Regions from separate parts of the Mus musculus genome. Here region 2 is linked to region 1. A link is a contact called in public promoter capture Hi-C data. All regions are on one chromosome and are shown on one strand. Each heading gives the region's core, a stretch centred on a gene start, on an enhancer-like site or on the middle of the called end of the contact. The rest is flanking DNA. Distances are from core to core; before and after follow the strand shown. Region 1 holds the start of Sec61b (Sec61 beta subunit). Region 2 holds the start of Nipsnap3b (nipsnap homolog 3B).

Evidence for each region. Promoter capture Hi-C pulls out the DNA fragments that hold promoters and counts their contacts.
Region 2: a contact with region 1 is called in a promoter capture Hi-C map of pre-B cells. The contact joins the promoter of Nipsnap3b here to the promoter of Sec61b in region 1.

What each region holds. Positions count from the first base shown.
Region 1 is chr4:47,473,215-47,475,914 of GRCm38.p6, forward strand. Sec61b (Sec61 beta subunit) reads left to right here and starts at 1,447. Exons shown (of 4, transcript NM_024171.2): 1 at 1,447-1,539; 2 at 1,698-1,795. The coding sequence starts at 1,537. It overlaps Alg2 (asparagine-linked glycosylation 2 (alpha-1,3-mannosyltransferase)), which reads right to left and starts at 1,153. Exons shown (of 2, transcript NM_019998.3): 1 at 725-1,153. The coding sequence starts at 1,072.
Region 2 is chr4:53,010,452-53,013,151 of GRCm38.p6, forward strand. Nipsnap3b (nipsnap homolog 3B) reads left to right here and starts at 1,429. Exons shown (of 6, transcript NM_025623.3): 1 at 1,429-1,596. The coding sequence starts at 1,537.

The DNA.
Region 1 (2,700 bases), core at 197-2,696:
ACTCCTGAGTAAATGTTACTTCTTAATTAAAAAAAAAAAAACACTGAGGACTGAGGGTTGGCTCCAGGAATGTTGGGTATGGCAGTGCACACCTGTCCAAAAGTCTAGCTCAATCTTTCAGTTCCAGGTTCAGTGAGAGAGCCTGACTCCAATGTTCAGGTGAATATTAGCTGACCTCTGGTTTTGATATGCAAGCTCAGACACTTGTATAGACAAAATAACTGGATTTTTCTCCAAAGACCAATGGGGACCCTAATGGGGAAACGATATGTTTAGCTTGACTTTAATCCGTGGCACTGCTAAGTACTGGAATGGCAGTATTAGAAAGACTGGAAGGGTGGGATGGATGGGACCTGAAAGCAGAGACAAAGGAATAACGGAGAAGAAAGAAGAGTAAATTGAGTCACATACAAGGTGTGGCCGGAAGTCGTCTTTTAATGCCAGCAACCACCTGGATCCAATCATTTTAGTCCCAAGGCTAAACATTTAAAATGCAGACACATAAGCCCTACCTCAAGGATCTTCAACGAAAGGAAGGGGGCGGGGGAGAGATGTCCCTGAGATCTGCCATTTTAAAGGGTCTATCCATACTAAAATTGGTGGCCGTTCTCTCCCTGGGGACTCCTGCTGGACAGTTCCTAAAAACCTAGAACAGCGGTCCCTCCCCCCCTCTCGGCGCCGCCCCCCCCCCCCCCCCCCAGCCAAGAATTGGTGGCGGCCTCACCTGGTCGCACACCACCACGTCGAACTCCTCGCCGGAGAGAAACAGCACGTAGAGCGCCAGAAAGACCATGCGCACGTAGGAGCAGATGGCGGCGCCGCGGCCGCCCCAGCCCAGGCTGCGAGGCAGCCAGTCCCCTGCGCATTGCACCGAGAGCTCGCGGGTCTCGATGAAGCAGTGGTTCGGGTCGTAGTGCGCGGTCCATATCTTCACATCACAGCCGTACTCCTGCAGCGCCAGCGCCGCGTCCAGCACTAGGCGCTCGGCTCCGCCTATACCCATGTCTGGGTGCAGAAACAGCACAGATGGGCTGTAAACCCGGGAACGGGCTCGGTACAGGTTTTCGGCCATGGTAGATGAGCCGCGCTTGCGCTCTCCGCGCGAGCTTCTGCAAGCTCCTGCAAGCTCCGCCCCTGGCCCCCTCTGGCTACTGAAAGCCGAGCCAGCGCAACTACGCCTGCGTTAGTTTAGGCCACATCAGCGATAAGCTTGTGGGCGCTAAGAAAATGCCTGACTCAATTTCTCATGTGGACCTGTCCAAAGCTTGCAATTTGGTGATGTTTGACCATATTAAGCACGCTAAATAAATTACATAAAAGAAGCGAAAGGGCTGTACTTTCACACGGCCCAGTTGTTGTCGGCGTAATCTTTACAGGCATATCTCAGGACAGCCCAGTCATCCAAGAGTCTGCGAAGGCCCTGCCAGCCGGCCGGGGGGCGGTGCCAGAGCCTGTATCTACGAGAGTTCTGAGTGCTCGGCAACTTCACGACTTCCCTCTTCCTGCCTCCTGTGCCCACCGTTCTTAGGCATCAGCATGGTGCGCGGTCCCCGCTTCCATGGGGTGCACTAGCCCCTATCTTGGTCTTCCTTTCTGGGACCTCATTGCTCTTCCCAGCTTCTCGGGTGGGTGTGGGGTCGGGGGTGTGAAGAGGATTTGACCCGCGATGTTCACTGTTTGTCTGCTTCCCTCTGCAGCCGGGTCCAACGCCCAGTGGCACCAACGTGGGCTCCTCTGGCCGCTCTCCCAGCAAAGCGGTGGCCGCACGGGCTGCGGGATCCACTGTTCGGCAGAGGTAAGTGGCTGGGGGCTTGCGGGGGACGCCCGGTTATGGCTGGAGGAGGCTAGGTACCCAGGGTTGCATTGCATTGCTGGAAGGAGGAGTTCCAGGATGGAAAGATTAATAGGGGCCGAGTGAGCCCGAGCTGACGTGGCCATCTAGTTAGTTAAAGGCCCTTTAGGAGGGAGGCATGGTTTTCCTCTCCTTGATCAGCTGCACGCACCACTTTAGTTAAAGGTAAATTAGACTAGGATCAGGAATAACTTTAGGAAAAGCGTTGGCATAAAGCTGGTGTGTCTGAGGCTTTACCTTTCAGTCTTCCATATGGAGGTCCCATACACACTCAGTTTAACAAAATGTGTCTTACACAGTCTGTCACCCTGGTTCCCCATCCCAGCTGTGTGTGTGTCTTTCTTTTTAAGTCTATTTTGTGTATGTGTGTGTATTGCACGCACCTGTGTGTGTGTGTGTGTGTGTGTATGTATGTGTGTGTGTGCGCGCGCGCATCTCTTTCTTGCCTGGTGTCCTTGGAGGTCACCTGAAACTGCAGTTATGAATGATTGTGAGCTACCATATGAGTACTGGGGACCGATTTGGGGTTCTCTGCAGGAGCAACAGGTATTCTTAACCTCTCAGCCACTTTTCCAGCTTCAGGGTCTCCTTATTTTTAAATGTCACTGCTTATTTATAGAAATCTAGAAACTCCAGTTATTTATCTTTTTTAATTTGGTGTGTCTTCTCTGTACAGTCATATGCCATATTTCATAGGAAGACCTCACTACTTTTTTTCCTCCATTTCTGTCCCCCCAGTTTAGCCCTCAACTTCTTCTGCTTTGAATTTACACCACTATTCACCCTCCAGTTGCTCTTCCACTTAGGTTCTCTGTAAGTTTCTGGTGGTGCCTGTTAAAAAAGGCTTT
Region 2 (2,700 bases), core at 179-2,678, 5.5 Mb after region 1:
CTGAGGGAGAGAACAGCCCAAGGCATCCGGAAGGGTCCAGGCTGAGCATTGCCGGCAGAATAGACGGGGCCATGAGAGGGGAGAAGAGACAGGGGGGAAGAAATGAGGGGGCGGGAGAGAGAAGGCAAGGGGACAAAGAGAGAAGCCAAGAGGAGAACCAAACAAGATAGCATCTAGCCAAGATAGCTGAGGTTCTATAGGAAAGGGGAGGTGGGGGGAGGGCAGTGAAGCTCGGGGCTGGGGTGGTTTAAAGGATTTGGGATGAGAAGTGCTAAGGAGCCAGGCCAGTGTGTGTTTTTAATGTTAAGACAGCCCTGTTAGCCGTTGGTCCCAGGTTTCTCTGAGACCTTACCCTGTAGACCAGAGGTGTGTGCATACTCCAAAGCAGTCTACTGACTGCACCCAAAGCTTCTGGCTACTTGGATGCTAAAAGCTGTATCTTACCTTCATTGTTCATAAAAGGACGGAACAAAGGACAATACTATCAGGACTTGTGACGATTTAGTTAATAAAAGGCATAGATGTCATATTCTAGTTAAGTTGTTGCAAATACATCAAAAATCCCTTTCATGTTCACCACCGCTTGGAATGTCTTACGTACACCTTAAATTGCCATTTAATACCTAAAGAAGCACGCCTGTTTTTCAATAACTTACCTCTATAGTTTGATGATATTTGTTCAGTGTAACTTGTTTTTAGAGCTATGTGTATTTGCTAAGCATAAAATCGTTAGGAGTTTAAAGGCTAACAGGATTTCCAAGTTTATGACGCTAAAACGGTTTTAATCTCTGATGACCAGTAAATAATATAGCTTAGTGTACATTAGTAAATTGGCCAAGAGGCGATTTTCAGGGAAATCATTGCGATTATTTAGCTATTTAATGTTTGTGAACAGTGGACCCAATGAAAGCAGTGTATTTAAAAATGGTTTCTAAATCTTAGTTGGAAAGTCATGAAACCTAGAATATGCTTCACAGAGAACACAAACACGCGCTAGAAAAATATAAATTGTAATTGAAGTTTTTCTGAGGGCCAAAAATCAGAGGCCGTCAGAGGTCAGCTTTCGCATCACACAAAATTATTTCAATCTTCACCTGTGACTCTCAGGCCCTCGGACCCACTCTTCTGGGTTCCAGGAAAATTATCCCATCTTTGTTCGGAGACTCCCAGGCCATGCTGGGGATGGGGTTTGGAGTTGCAATGGGGATGCAGAATACTCTGTGATACAGGAGAAGGCTCGCTGATGGTTGCTACAAGTTCACCCCACCCCAAGAAGCATCCACGCCACGCCCTACATTCTGGAGTGTTAGAACCATACAGAAGAGGTAATGCCCCGGGATGGGGAACAGAACCGCGGACTGCTTTGTGTCCGCACCCTCTGAGCCTCTTGCGCCTGCGGGGAAGGGCGGAGCCACGCCGCCGAGCCACGCCCAGTCCAGCAGGGACCCAATCGAAGTTGGCCCGCGCACCAGGAAGCGAGGAGAGCGCGTATCCGAGCGCCCGGCGGCGGTCTTCCTGCGCGCTCAGGACCGCACCATGCTCGCGCTCCGAAGCGGCCTAAGGACAGCGCTGGCCCCGCGGGTTCTGACGCCTCAGGTAGGGGCCGCGGGGGCGTGCGAGAATCCCGCGCAGGGAGGTGGAACTGTCCTTAGGTGGTGTAGAAACGGGGATCAGGGAGGTGGGTGCGGTCTGTGGGGAGAGCGAGCTTAGCCTAGGGAGGTGGGCGGGGCGTGTGTCGGGCACGAGCAGCCTTGGGAGGTGGGCGGGGTTCGTGGTGCGCGTGATGACGACGCTGCGAGGTGGGCGGGTCTGCAGTGCGGAGAACGGGCCGTATTCTGGGAACTGGGCGGAGCCTGCCTAGTGGAGGCCGGGGGTGGGCGGGGCCTTGCTCTAAGGGGCAGTGCCGGGAGGTGGGCGGGGTCTGCAGTGAGAGTTGTCCTTCGGAGGTAGGTGGGTTTGTGGGGCAGGAACCAGCAACACTGTGAAGTGGGTGGGGTCTGGAGCGTGAGTAGACCCCTGGTCGGTCCAGCCAATGCCCGGTTCAATCGGTACCCAATATTTCGTGAGTCCAGGGTGAACCCACTTGTCAGGTTGCCTCCCTGGACAATGGACAGAGACCTTTCCTTGACACCGGGTGTCCCCGAAGCCCTGAGCATTGTGTTCTTGCAGTCATCACCATCGTGACTGCCACTCATTGAGGGTTTACAGTTCCTGCCTGGTTCAAAAGCCAGGCTTTATGGAGTTCAGGGTAAACCTGGGAGCATCCCGCCCTGCAACTCAGGGTCTGGAGATCTTAAGGGGAGCATGGCTTTGGAGCCTGCTGAAACTGGTTGTGCCTGAGATGGGACTTTCATAAAAAGGAGGACACCTACCAGCCTCAGCTGTTGACCCAGGGCTATTTGTGACTTGAACACCGAAGTTCTTGACTTACTTTGTTTAGGAAGAGCATTAAGAGCTGTCTAGAGACAGACTTTGTGTCGAACACTAAAGAGCATAGTATTCATATGGCCGCTGTCCTCTCTGTCTTCCTAGTATGGTTGACAAAAAGCTCTAATTTGGAGATAGGAGCAAGCAGATTTCTACCCTGGCACTGTTTGTCCCAGCCCTGCAACAGAAAATTACCTCACCCCTTAACAAACACCTTTCAATACAGATTTCTTTAATGCATATTTTCTGTGTGAAAGATTATAGTAAAAGTAT